Regions from separate parts of the Sus scrofa genome. Here regions 2 and 3 are each linked to region 1. The links are chromatin contacts, called in public HiChIP or PLAC-seq maps. All regions are on one chromosome and are shown on one strand. Each heading gives the region's core, a stretch centred on a gene start, on an enhancer-like site or on the middle of the called end of the contact. The rest is flanking DNA. Distances are from core to core; before and after follow the strand shown. Region 1 holds the start of LOC110257704 (collagen alpha-1(III) chain-like). Region 2 holds the start of LAGE3 (EKC/KEOPS complex subunit LAGE3). Region 3 holds the start of FAM3A (protein FAM3A).

What was found. HiChIP or PLAC-seq counts read pairs in DNA pulled down with a chosen protein or histone mark.
Region 2: a contact with region 1 is called in an H3K27ac HiChIP or PLAC-seq map of skeletal muscle. The contact joins the promoter of LAGE3 here to the promoter of LOC110257704 in region 1. A contact is called at or near these places in 2 of 2 datasets of contacts at active chromatin or transcription factors (alveolar macrophages and skeletal muscle).
Region 3: a contact with region 1 is called in an H3K27ac HiChIP or PLAC-seq map of skeletal muscle. The contact joins the promoter of FAM3A here to the promoter of LOC110257704 in region 1. A contact is called at or near these places in 1 of 47 Hi-C or Micro-C datasets (subcutaneous adipose tissue) and 2 of 2 datasets of contacts at active chromatin or transcription factors (alveolar macrophages and skeletal muscle).

What each region holds. Positions count from the first base shown.
Region 1 is chrX:124,867,664-124,872,084 of Sscrofa11.1, reverse strand. It overlaps LOC110257704 (collagen alpha-1(III) chain-like), which reads right to left and starts at 1,789. Exons shown (of 9, transcript XM_021079886.1): 1 at 1,533-1,789; 2 at 199-327. The coding sequence starts at 1,789.
Region 2 is chrX:125,001,346-125,005,662 of Sscrofa11.1, reverse strand. LAGE3 (EKC/KEOPS complex subunit LAGE3) reads left to right here and starts at 2,457. Exons shown (of 3, transcript XM_003360514.3): 1 at 2,457-3,052; 2 at 3,301-3,429; 3 at 3,665-3,990. The coding sequence starts at 2,472. The coding sequence ends at 3,779.
Region 3 is chrX:125,022,755-125,026,613 of Sscrofa11.1, reverse strand. FAM3A (protein FAM3A) reads left to right here and starts at 1,495. Exons shown (of 9, transcript XM_005674051.3): 1 at 1,495-1,919; 2 at 2,021-2,093. The coding sequence starts at 2,081.

The DNA.
Region 1 (4,421 bases), core at 540-3,039:
GGGCTCTGCTCTTCAACTCCCCTCATCCTGGCTGCGAGGCTTCCGAGGACACGCGCCCCTTCCCTTCTCCCCCTGGCTCCAGGGGTGGCTGCTTCTTCCTGTACTCTCTCTGTCCCTTAGCTGTCTGACCCCCGAGTGACCAACGGGGCTCGAGGCACCCATGGCCTGCAGGGGCCTCACAATTCGTCCCGCTCTCACCCGCGGTCGACTGGGATGACGGGCCCACCGCAGCTCGCGCCTGGGGAGCGGGAGTGGCTGCCGCCCTGAACTGTCACGGAGGCAACGATGGTGCTAAAGCCCGCGGTAGGGGACGAGTCCTGAGGGCACCTGGGCATGGGCGCAGAGAAAAAACGACAAGGTCAGGGCTGTCGCCTCTCAGCTCAAGTCACTGGGTGACAGCCAGAGAACTTGCAGGGCAGCCCTGAAAACTCCCTCGTGTCCTGGAGCTGCAGGGCTGACGGTGCTGCAAATCAAGCACTGTCCTCGCGCGGCTTGCAGAATGCCAGAGTCAGCTGAGTTCTCAGCCTCTCCGCCTTTCTTATGTGAACAGGGGTCGGCAGCGGCTGGAGGCGTGGGACCCTGAAACGTGGCTCCGGGACTGCCTGGTTGGCCTCAGCTAACGCTGGCCATCGGGAAGCCCCCGGTCCCCCCGAGCCTGCCTTGCTGGTGGAAGCAGCCTGCCCTCCCACGTGTGGCGTGGCGGGCTGGTGTTCTCTCCCTTAAGGACCGTGTCCTTAGCTCCCCTGTGCGGAATACCTGCGAGGGGCCGCTTGTTGTCCTCCAGACCCTCTGCAGCCACGCCGTGTTGCCATTAGACCCCTAACAGGACTCCATTCCCAGCAGGATCCAGGGCGTAGGGATCCTGTTGGAGGGGGGCATCTTTCATCTGTGCCCCTGTTCCCTATCCTCCTTGATTGCTCCTTGAGTGTTCTGTAACTCTGCTGTTTGTTCTCCTCGGTAAATAGGAAACCACACAATAAATCATTTCAGGATTCCTGAGTTGCAGGCGTTTTTCTTATATGTATGGCCCCGCAAGGCTCGGTGCCACTGGAGGGAGACAGAAGTTATGTGTCTTCGTTTGGCGTGTCTGCAGGTGGCCATGCTCTGTGGTCTGGCTGAAGGACTCAGCCTCAGATCCCTCCTGCATGGGCCGCCTGAGTCTGAAGAGGAATATTCTACTGGGCATCCCTTTACAAGTGCGGGAGGGCTTGTGTTGCACGCCTCCACCCCTGGTCCCGGCAGCTCGCCACCGCCATCGCAAACCCCACCTCAGCTTCCGGATCTCTCTGGCCGTGGCCCTTGCCCTCGGCCGCCCGTCAGCCTGAGGTTGGGAGCAGGGATCTATCCGCCGGCCCCTTCTCGCCGGGTGGCCGAGTCCCAGGCAGCGAGCGGCGCCCCAGCCTCCCGCCCTCAGGCGCTCTCCCCCAAGGCGTGGCCCCACCCCGGCGTGACGTCGGCGACGCTGATTGGCTGGAGCCCGCGAGTGACGGGACACAAGCCTGTGACGTGGCCGAGCCGCCGCCCGCGCACACCTCGGCGGACTCGGGGCGGGCGGGAGCGCGCGGCCTGCGCAGCGCCGGCCGGGCGGGTGGGGCGCGGGCCAGCGCGAGGCCGTGTCCAATGGTGGGTAGAGGCGGTTGGGGTGGGTGCGAGCAGCCAGGGCGGCAGCTGAGGAGAGGGCTGGCCTGGGTGGGGAAAGGCGGGCTGATTCCCCGCCGACCTCGGGCAGGGGCTGCGGGATAGGATCTCGCCCATAAGACAGGGCGGCCCTCCGTAGGGACATGTCCATTGTCACCTCTACAATCCTGCGCTAGGATGCTGCTAGGTGGTAGATGCTGTCTATCAGCAGCAGCAGCGTCATCCCCTTTGACAAATTGAGGCAAAAAGGGGGACCTCGTTGTCCTCCACAAACACCGGCCGCCTCGGGGATTAGAACCAGGCGGCTGGGCACCGGTGTCCGTGCGCAGTGTCTCCCTGGGAGGGAACAGGAGCAGCAAGGAGACATTCCGAAGATTGAAGGCAAGGGCGCCAGAGTCTGTGGCTTCAGGACAATTAGGGAACCTTGGGACACTTTCAGCACCCATGCCAGTTGACAAAGTGCCTGTCCCCTGTCATCTCGGCTTCTGTGCACTCAGGAGCTAGAGCTGGGCCAAGCTGGCCACAGGGCCGCTCGCATCTCTGATCAGGGCTCCTCTCGGCCCCTATTACTACATCAGTCCGACTGTCCTCACCCAACACCCGAGGGGGCCTAAATTTAGGACCTTGGAACTGGCACTTTGATCATGGGTCAGGTTCGTTGCTCCACTTAGGCTACCGCAGCACATTCCTGGGCAATATTTCTGTTGTGGGTATCACCAGATGAGCATTCTCCACCCAAACGCAAGCCTGTGTGGTGCTGGTGCCTGGCCACACATCTCGGCCTAGCTGTGTTCACAATGGCTTTACCTTACTTTACAGATGTCACAGCACCTTCACAGTCTGTCTCATCTACTCCTCACAAAACTGCTTAAACACACATACACACTCAAAAGGATGAACAGAATCACCTGTGACTCAGCAACTCCACTTTCACTCAAAAACTAGTGACAATATAATCCACAAACTTGAACAGCAATTTCCACGGCATTATTCACAGTAGACAAAATGTGAAAATCCAAGTACCTACCAACTGATGAATGGATAAAATGTGGTCTACACATAGGATGGGCTATTATGTGGCCATAAAAAAAAGAAGGAAGTTCTGGAACATGCTACAATGTGGATGAACCTCAAAAACATGATGCTAAGTGAGAGAAGCCAGACACGAAATGGCTGCAGTGATTCCATTCCTGCAAAATGCCTAGCCTGCCAGGGGCCGGGAGGGTGAACGGGAGTGACCACTCAGAGGTGCATGGAGTGTGTGAGACGTCCAGTTAAGTGAGGTTAAGAATTCTGCTTATTCGCATTGTGAACACTTTCTACAATGATCCTGTACTATTTTTACAGAAAAATATCAACTGCTTGACTTTTTTGGGTCTTTCATCTTTCGTCTTTTTAGGGCTGCAACCTCGGCATGTGGAGGTTCCCATGCAAAGGGTCGAATCAGAGCTGCAGCTGCCGGTCTACACCACAGCCACAGCAAGGCCCGATCTGAGCCACGTCTGCAACCTACACTGTAGCTCACGGCAATGCCAGATCCTTAGCCCACTGAGCAAGGCCAGGGATCGAACCCGCAACTTCATGGTTCCTGGTCGGATTCGTTTCCGTTGTGCCACAACGGGCACTTCTGGTCTTTTTTTTTTTTTTTAAGAGTTGCACTGGCAGTATACTGAAGTTCCCAGGCTAGGGGTCGAATCGGAGTTGCAGCTGCTGGCCTACATCACAGACGCAGCAACATGGAATCTGAGCCGCATGAGATCTACAGCATAGCTCACAGCAAAGCCTGATCCTTAACCTACTGAGTGAGGCCAGGGATTGAATCTGCAACCTCACAGATCCTAGTCAGATTCATTTCTGCTGCACCACAAGGAAACTCCGTTTGATATTTTTAATATAATTAAACATTTGGTCATGCCTACAGCATGTGAAGTTCCTGCGTCAGGGATCAAACTAGTGCCACAGCAGCGACCTAAGCCCCAGCAGTGACAGTGCAGGATCCTTAACCCACTGAGCCACCAGGGATTTCCTAGTATTTTAAGTATTTTTGTATTTTGATATACTTGATACACCGCTTTACAAAAAATAAAAAATCTGAAATCTTATGGAATAAGCACAGCAATTACCATGTTGACTGTATAGGCCTGGAAATCAGCTTAGCAATTTAAAAGGGCAGGAACAGGACTAGACCCAGGGAAGGACTCAGTGCCAGACTAGTTTTTCCATCTCTACCACACATTCTAGGGTGAAACCCCCTCGATGACCCATTAACAAGAACAATACAAATAAGAACAAAGTTCCTATCATGGTTCAGCAGCAATGAACCCAACTAGTAATCATGAGCACACAGGTTTGATCCCTGGCCTCACTCACTGGGTTAAGGATCCAGCATCGCCACGAGCTGTGATGCAGGCCACAGACACAGCTCAGATCTGGTGTTGCTGGGGCTGTGGTGTGGGGCTGGAGGCTACAGCTCTGATTTGACCCCTAGCCTGGGAACCTCTATTTGCTGTGGGTACAGCCCTAAAAAAAAAAAAAAAAGTAAAAAAAAAAAAGACCATAACATACCAGATATACCTCCTATTAAATAAAGATGTAGCTTGAGGAGTTCCCATTGTGGTACGGTGGAAACGAATCTGAGTAGGAACCATGAGGTTGTGGGCTTGATTCCTGGCCTCGCTGAGTGGGTTTAGGATCTGGCGTTGCTGTGTCTGTTTGTGGTGTAGGCCAGCACCTGCAGCTCCAATTCAACCCCTAGCTTAGGAACCTCCATATGCCTCAAGTGT
Region 2 (4,317 bases), core at 1,208-3,707, 130 kb before region 1:
CTAGCCTGGGAACTTTCATAGGCTGTGGGTATGGCCCTAACAACCAAAAAAAAAAGCTTATGGTGCAACCCCAATTCCAATCCAGCAGCATGGGATGCGTCTTTCTCACCTTCCCTCATTCCACAGAAATATTCCTGACAACATCCGTACATCAATATATTCACTCATTTCCTCTACCAGAGAGAGTCTGCCCAAAGTACAGTCAAAAGAGCTTCACAGTCGCCTCGGCATTCTCTCTGCCAACAACAAACCGAAAATAAAGCCAATTCTGTCTGTCCTTAGAGTATATCCCGTGAAAGGCACACAGTCAGAAGACTGAGTTTAAAAGGTACCTGATAAAGAGGAGAGAGGGAGGGAGAGAGAAAGGAATTCTCCGTGTGACTCAGTAGGTTAGGGATCTCGCGTTGTCACTGCTGTGGTGCGGGTTTGATCCCTAGCCCTAGAACTTCTGCATGGTGTAGATGCAGCCAACGAGGAAAAAAAAAAGGTATCTGACTTCTTTTGTCTCTGTCTGTGGTTCTGCTATCAATTAGATATGCAGTTAGGCTCATCTACTCAATTGGTTTTTTGGTTTTTGTTTTAGTGCAGCACCTGTGGCAAAGGGAAGTTCCGTGGATACTAGCCAGGCTCCTAAATCGCTGAGCTACAGTGGGAACTCCCTCAATTGTTTTTATCCAATTTTAGCATTTGACTTTTTCACTCTTTCAAACATGTTGTTTGTCTTTTTGCCTTTTCTGGGGCCGCTCCCACCACAGCATATGGAGGTTCCCAGGCTAGGGGTCGAATCGGAGCTGTAGCCGCCGGCCTGCACCACAGCCACAGCAACGCGGGCTCCGAGCCGCATCTGCGACCTACACCACAGCTCACGGCAACGCCGGATCCCCAACCCTCTGAGCGAGGCCAGGAATCGAACCCTCAACCTCATGGTTCCTAGTGGGATTCGTTAACCACTGAGCCACGACGGGAACTCCCCAAACATGTTTTTGGATATATAAAATATTTACATGGTTCAAAGTCAAAACGACACAAAAAGTTATATTACAAGAAATGCAATCACCCTTATAGGTGCTCATTTTCAGTAGTTTCGGGGTTCTCCATCCTGTGTTTCTTCTTCTTTTCAATAAGCATGTGTGGGTGGGGGTGGGGGTGTTCTTTGCACTTTGCTTTTTTCACATAACGATATATTCCAGAAATCATTTCATTTTTCATTAGAGGTTTTCATTCTTTCTCAGTGCTGTTGAGGAAAAGTGTGTAAATGTACCGTTGTTGATTTCACCCAGTCTGCACTGAGAGACAAGTGCTCCTGTCCAATGGCTTCTCTCCACCCCATTAGGTTGCGGGGAGTAACTTTGTGCACACATTGTTTCACACCGAGGAGTAACTAACAGTGATGGAATGTTGTAGTTAATACTGTTTCATCCAACAAGCAACAAACCACCTAGGGCATAAACTGCCGGGAGAAGTTCCCAGAGACAATACAGGAACAGCGGAGGAGGGTCCAAAAGGACAGCCTCGGATTATTAGAAATGTAGCAAAGGACATTGTGATGAAGGGTGCCTGGGCATGGCAATACGTCAGATGGGTGATCCCGAAGGCCTCTCAGAGGTGACACCGGGGCCAAGATACTAATGACCAGAAGGAAGCAGTCCTAGGAAAGTCTGGGTACAGCGTTTGCCAAATAGGAAGAGGAAGTGCAAAGAGCAGGAGTAGAGAATGCCCTAGAGGCTGCACAGAGCAAGGAAGCAGGCAGCTGCAGGTGGAGGAGCTGGGAGCCAGGGCACACAGGGCTTTTATCAGCTACAGCAAGGAGTTTGGCTTGGATTCCAAGGGCAGCAGGATATTGTTTCAGGATTTCAAGCAGGGACCTGATAGGATTTATATTAAAAATTAAGAACCGAAGAAATAAATAAATAATAAAAATGGAGTTCCCAGCACGGCGCAGTGGTTAACGAATCTGACAAGGAACCATGAGGTTGCGGGTTCGGTCCCTGCCCTTGCTCAGTGGGTTAACGATCCGGCGTTGCCGTGAGCTGTGGTGTAGGTTGCAGACGCGGCTCGGATCCCGCGTTGCTGTGGCTCTGGCGTAGGCCGGTGGCTACAGCTCCGATTCAACCCCTAGCCTGGGAACCTCCATATGCCGTGGGAGCGGCCCAAGAAATGGCAAAAAGACAAAAAAAAAAAAAAAAAAAAAAGAATTTCACGTTACTTTGAAAACATTTAGTTTTAAAGCCGCACCCCTAGCACATGGAGGTTCCCAGGCCAGGGGTCGGATCGGAGCTGTAGCCGCCGGCCTGCACCCCAGCCTCAGCCACGCGGGATCCGAGCCGCGTCTGTGACCTACACCACAGCTCAGGGCAACGCCGGATCCGTCACCCACTGAGCGAGGCCAGGGGTCGAATCTGGATACTAGTCGGGTTCATTACCACTGAGCTACGACGGGAACTCCCTTAAAAACTTACTTTTGATTAAAAATGTGTCTCCAGTTTAAAAAAGAGTATAAAATCACTGTCAAAAACTTGCAGGAAAACAGAAAAAGGAAGTTGAAATCGCGTCACACAGCGTGCGCGGGGCCGGGATTTCGGAGGGAGGCTCGGCTTCTCCGCGGCCAGTCGCGTCCGGTCCGGTTGACACCCCCGCGGGAGGCAACGGTCCGGAACCGACCACGCACGGCCCGCGGCCCCGGCGGGGCCGGTTTGCGCAGGCGCGCGGGGCGGAGCCGGCGCGGGGGGCGGGGCTTCGCGAGGGGGCCCGAGCTTCTCAGCCGCCGGGGCGAGCGCGGCCGCGAAAGCCGCGGCCCGAGGGCGGGGCGAGGGCGGAGCGCGGCGGCCATGCAGGCGGCGGACGCAGCCGCCGGCGCGAGCGGCGCGGCGGGCGGCTCCGAGGGCCCAGGCCGCAGGGGTGCCCCTGGCGGCCGGGGCCGCCCCCGCGGCGCGGGCGCTGCTGCCGTAGCCGCCGCGGGCGTTCCGCCTGTGGCGCCGGCCCAGCGCACTTCGGAAGAGGGCGGAGACCCCGCGTCCGCAGCCAAAAGGCCACGGAGCCGAGCACACGTCTTGTATCCTGCCCGAGGGGACGGCGGGGAACGGGCTGCGGCCGCCCGCCGTGGGAGGGGGGAGCGACGAGGAGACGGAGGAGTCGGGGGGCGGAGAGGCGAGGCGGAGGCCGCGGCCGCCGGGAGCGGTTATAGGGCCACGCCGGGTCTGGAGGGGCTGGAAGCGGTGCCGAAGGCGACGAGCCTGGTCAGGGCGGCCTGAGACCCGGCCCACAGCACCAACTCCACAGCCTTAACCGACTTTCCATCAGCGCCCTAAGCGTGCCGTTCCCGTCCTCCTGGGAGGCAGAGATCGCCCGCGGCTCGCTGGCCCCAGATGCTGAGCCCCACCGAGGGGCGGTTGGGAAGGAGCTCACAGTGAGCGGCAGCGACCTGGCCGTGTAAGTGCTGGAAGGGGCGGGTCGGGAGTGGCAGCAGGTGGGCGGGCCCAGGTCCCCCGAGGGGCGCTCTACTGGCGACTCCCCAGACGCTCAAGGACCGGGAGGGAGCGGACGCGCTGCCCTGCGCCCACCTCTAATGCAGATCGCAACGGCTGGGGAGCGATGGAGGCGCCGAGCTAGGGACTGGAGGCGCCGCCGCCGCCGCCTGCCTGATTGTCACTTCCCTCACTTTCAGCCACTGGAGAGCTGACGATTCCCGCCTCCTCCGAATTTCCATCGTAAACTTTCTTGACCAGCTTTCCCTGGTGATTCGGACCATGCAGCGCTTTGGGCCCCCTGTTAGCCGCTAAGCCAGGGCTGGGGAGAGGGGCCAAGGTCTGCCCTGTGTCCCTTCCCAGACAGTGCAGCCCTCCTGGGGCAGCGATTCCTGCCAGAATTGCCACTTTATTATGGGGGCTTCATCTTTTGCCCGTACTGGCCCTTGCGCACTCAGGATCCGCTTATTTGTTTGGTGCTTAAATGTTTCGTAACCACAGAAAATAAAATCGAGCTTCGAGGCTACGTCTGAGTTTATCTTCAGCTGTAGCACCTCCGTTGTCCTCAGGTTAGAGAGGAGGTTCTGGGACTCAGACAGTCACGTGCTACAAGGTCATTGAAGATAATTTAAGAGATGGGAGAGGAGGAATTCCCATCATGGCCCAGTGGAAACAAATCCGACTAGGAACCATGAAGCTTAGGGTTCGATCCCTGGCCTCGCTTAGTGGGTTAAGGATCCGGCGTTGCCGTGAGCTGTGGGGTAGGTCACAGACGCGGCTCAGATGTGGCGTGGCTGTGGCTGTGGTGTAGGCTGGCAGCTGTAGCTCCGATCGGACCCCTAGCCTGGGAACC
Region 3 (3,859 bases), core at 246-2,745, 150 kb before region 1:
GGGCAGGGACCTGGCCCAGCAGAGGGCCCTGAAACGCCAGGGCCCAGGTGAGATGGGTCAGTGAAGGCACATGTCTTGGTACCCACCCTGGAATGGAAAGCCGCGGGCCATCAGGGTCATTCCTACACTGTGGCAGAGACGACCTCAGGTGAGGGTGTTTGACTGTCGCCCGAGATCCAGTTGGCCAATCTAGGGTTGGGGCCAAAGGTCGCGCATGAGGACAGTCTGTTCAGCTCTGGCTGCCTAGACGGAACGAAGACATGAGGGCCCAACTGAGGACCACCAGCTGTCACCTCAGCTTTGGGTGCCTACTCAGGGGCATAAGCACATGATCACCACAAACGACAGCTCAGCGCTTGGGGTCTGTACTGAGGGCGATGAGGGATGGGCTGAGGGCACTGCCCTGGGTGCCTCGCCTCAGGCAGGGACACAAGGAGCCAAGGAAACAGCAAACTGGCATCGCAGCTATGGGAGCTACACTGGGGCACAGGCAAGAGGCTGGGTGGGGACACAAGGGTCTCATCCTCTCCAAGTCCCCAGAGGAACAGGGCTGCCCCTGCGGCACAGAAGACCAGGAATGAATCGAATCGCAGGCCTCCGGTCCATCGCCAGTGTGGTGCCCCTGTGGCTGATGGTCTGCCTCTGGACTCTCAGGGGGACTCATTAAAGCCACCTTCCCAGAACGCCTGCTCTGAGCAGTATACACTGTCCCCAAGAACCAGCAGTCTGGAGTTCCTGTTGTGGCTCAGCGGGTTAAGAATGCGACTAGTGGAGGTCCCATCATGGAGCAGTGGAAACGAATCCGGCTAGGAACCGGGAGGTTGAGGGTTTGATCCCTGGCCCCCCTCAGTAGGTTAAGGATCCGGGGCTGCCATGAGCTGTGGTGTAGGTCGCAGACACGGCTCCGATCTGGCATTGCTGTGGCTCTGGTGTAGGCCGGCGGCTACAGCTCCAATTAGCCCCCTAGCCTGGGCATCTCCATGTGCCGCGGGTGCGGCCCTAGAGAAGACAAAAATCATAATAAAAAGAATGCGGCTAGTATCCAGGGAGACGGGTCCAGGCGGCAGGGCTGGCCGCAGCTCTCCCGGTGCGCTGGGCGCTGCGCCCGGAGGCCCGAGGCGTTTCCCAGCGCGGCGTTTAGACGCCCCGCCATCCTCAGAGCGAGCGGGGAGCCTCCCTCTAGAAAGCAGGCGGCGAGGGCGTGTGTGTGGCAGGGCCGAGCCCGCTGGCCTGGTCGCCTTCCCGGTTCCCCGCCGGGCTCGTCTCTACCCCCACTTCTCTAAGAGGCACGTGGATTAACTCTGAAACAATTTCTCATCCTGCGCCCAGACCCACCCGCCCCTTCCGAGGCCTCAGAAAGCCGAGCGCGGGGCCCGAGCCTAGCCGCAGCCCTCAAAGCCGGGTCTGAGCCGAAACCTCGTGGGCGGGGCCGGGCCGGGCTCCTCCCCCTCAGCAGCACGCGACTGCGCGGGAGCGCGCGTCGGGGGCGGGGCCGGGCCGGGCCCTCCCACCGGGGGCCCGGCCGCCCAGCCCGGCCGACAGCGGAGGTGGCGCCCGTGGGCCGGGCTCCCGCCCCGGGGCCGCCATTGCCAGGCTTCTCGGGCCGCGCAGCGCAGCTCCCTGGCCTCGCCGCGCCGAGCGGAGCGGAGCGGCCGGCCTGACGGGGCTGCCCCCGACCGAGCTCGCCTCCCCCCGCGGTCAGGCACGTCCCCGGCCGGCCCAACCCGCGCCGCCGGCCGCCAGACCCAGAGGGGCGGCCTGAGCTCGGGGCCTCCCACGGGAGGGGCCCGCGTCCGAGGGAACCACTTCGACTTCCCAGCCCTCGGAGCTCCCGTGGGCACGACCGTGAGCCGACAGGTTCCAGAGGCCCCTCCGGTCCCGGCAAGGCTTCTCTCCGCGTTCCCGAGGAGCCTGGTCAGGTAGTGGAATGAACAAGTCCTTGCAGCGATCGCGCAGAGGCCACAGCACGGGCCCATCCCAGACCCCCGCCCCAACCTGCTCTTCTTTTGTTGCCCCCCAGAGCGCTCTGTCCCCAAACACTGCACCTGCCGGCGGCCCCAACCCAGCGGGAGAAGTGGACATGAGGTTGGCAGGTGGGTGGCTTGCACAGTGAACGAGAGGGACTTGGCAAGGAGAGCTCCTGAAGGCCCGGGTGTCCAGGGAGTTTTGTGTCTGGACGGGTCGGGGCCGAGCCGCTGGGGGGGACCTAAGGTTGGGTTTTGGAAATGGAGGCCTCTGCAGAAACACTCATTCTATGACCTTGAGCAGATCTTTTCATCTCCGAGGAGTGCACCTCCCCAAGCTGTGCGATGAGTAAGATGGTCGTTTTCTCCCAACTGGGAGAGAGGCTCCAGGGAGTCTGGGGCTGGGTGGAGAGGCGGTGGTCTCAGAGGACAAGCTGGCCAAAGCGGTCCTGGGGTTGCATGTGACCCCAGTGGCAGCCCTGCTCATGCCCAGACAAGTAAGATGAGGGGCTCGAGGAGGGATGGGTTGGGAGCGGATTTCATAGCTGCTAAGGTTGCCGCCTTATGAATGTGACCCTAGGGAAGCCGGCCCGTGAGTAACTGGCTGGGAAGGTGTGGCCGCGAGAGTGGTCAGGGCTGGGGCAGGAAAATCGAGTCACTGCTCTGCCAGGTGAGGGTTAATCCAAGGCCGGGGGCAGAGGAGAGTGTCAGCAGTGAGGGGAGCCTGGGGCAGGAGCCTGGGAAAGGCCAGCTTTTCAGGGGACAGTGGAGGTGAACCAAGCCAGCAGGCAAGAAGGACGAGGCGTGTCTGGGTGGGGCCCCAGGGCGCTGTCCATCCACAAGCCAGCCCAGCAGGGTTTGAGCCGGAGGCTGCAGAGCCAACTGAGAGGTCGAGGAAGATCAGGGCCAACAGGTAACCCGGGGCGCTGACACCAAGAAGGTCCCAGGTGGCTTTAGCAACAAGCTGTGTTGGCGGCAGGGTTGAGGAGCCGTGCGTGGCGGAGGCCGGGGTGCACTGCCCTGGGTCGGAGACTAGGCTTGCAAAGAGCCAGCACAGAGGCCTCTGGAGGAGCCGGCAGGGCAGGGAGGCCAGTGGCTGGCTGGGGGCGTGATTCTGAAGGAGGCCTTTCCCTCTGCATTTTCTCAGGACGGGAGGTGGTGGAAATAGAGGGGAAAGAGGGAGACAAAAAGAAACCTGATCTCCAAGTCCATGAGTTTGTTTCGTTCCTGTAGATGGGTTCCTTTGTGCCATATATGAGATTCTATTTATAAGTGATATCATGCGGTATTTGTCTTCTCTTTCTGACTTACTTCACATAGTATGAGAGTCTCTCATTCCATCCATGTTGCTGCCAACGGCATTATTTTGTTCTTTTTTATGGCTGAGTAGTATTCCATTGTGTATATGTACCACATCTTCTGAATCCATTCATCTGTCGATGGGCATTTAGGTTGTTCCCATGTCTTGGATATTGTGAATAGTGCTGCAATGAACATACATGTGCATGTATCTTTTTTTTTTTATTACTCAATGGATTTATTACATGTGTAGTTGTACAATGATCATCACCACCCAATTTTATAACATCTCCATCCCAGACCCCCAGCATCCCCCCATCCCCCAACCTCTCTCCTTTCAAAGTCTGTGAGTCAGTATCTGTCCTGCAAAGAAGTTCCGTCTGTCCTTTTTTCAGATGCCACAGGTCAGTGAAAGCATTTGATGGTGGTGTCTCATAATCTGGCTGACTTCACTTCGCATGATCATTTCTAGGTCCATCCATGTTGCTAAAAATGCCAGTCTTTCGTTCCTTTTAATGGCTGAGTAATATTCCACTGTGTGTATGTACCACCTCTTCTCGATCCGCTCCTCTGTCAGTGGGCACTTGGGTTGTTTC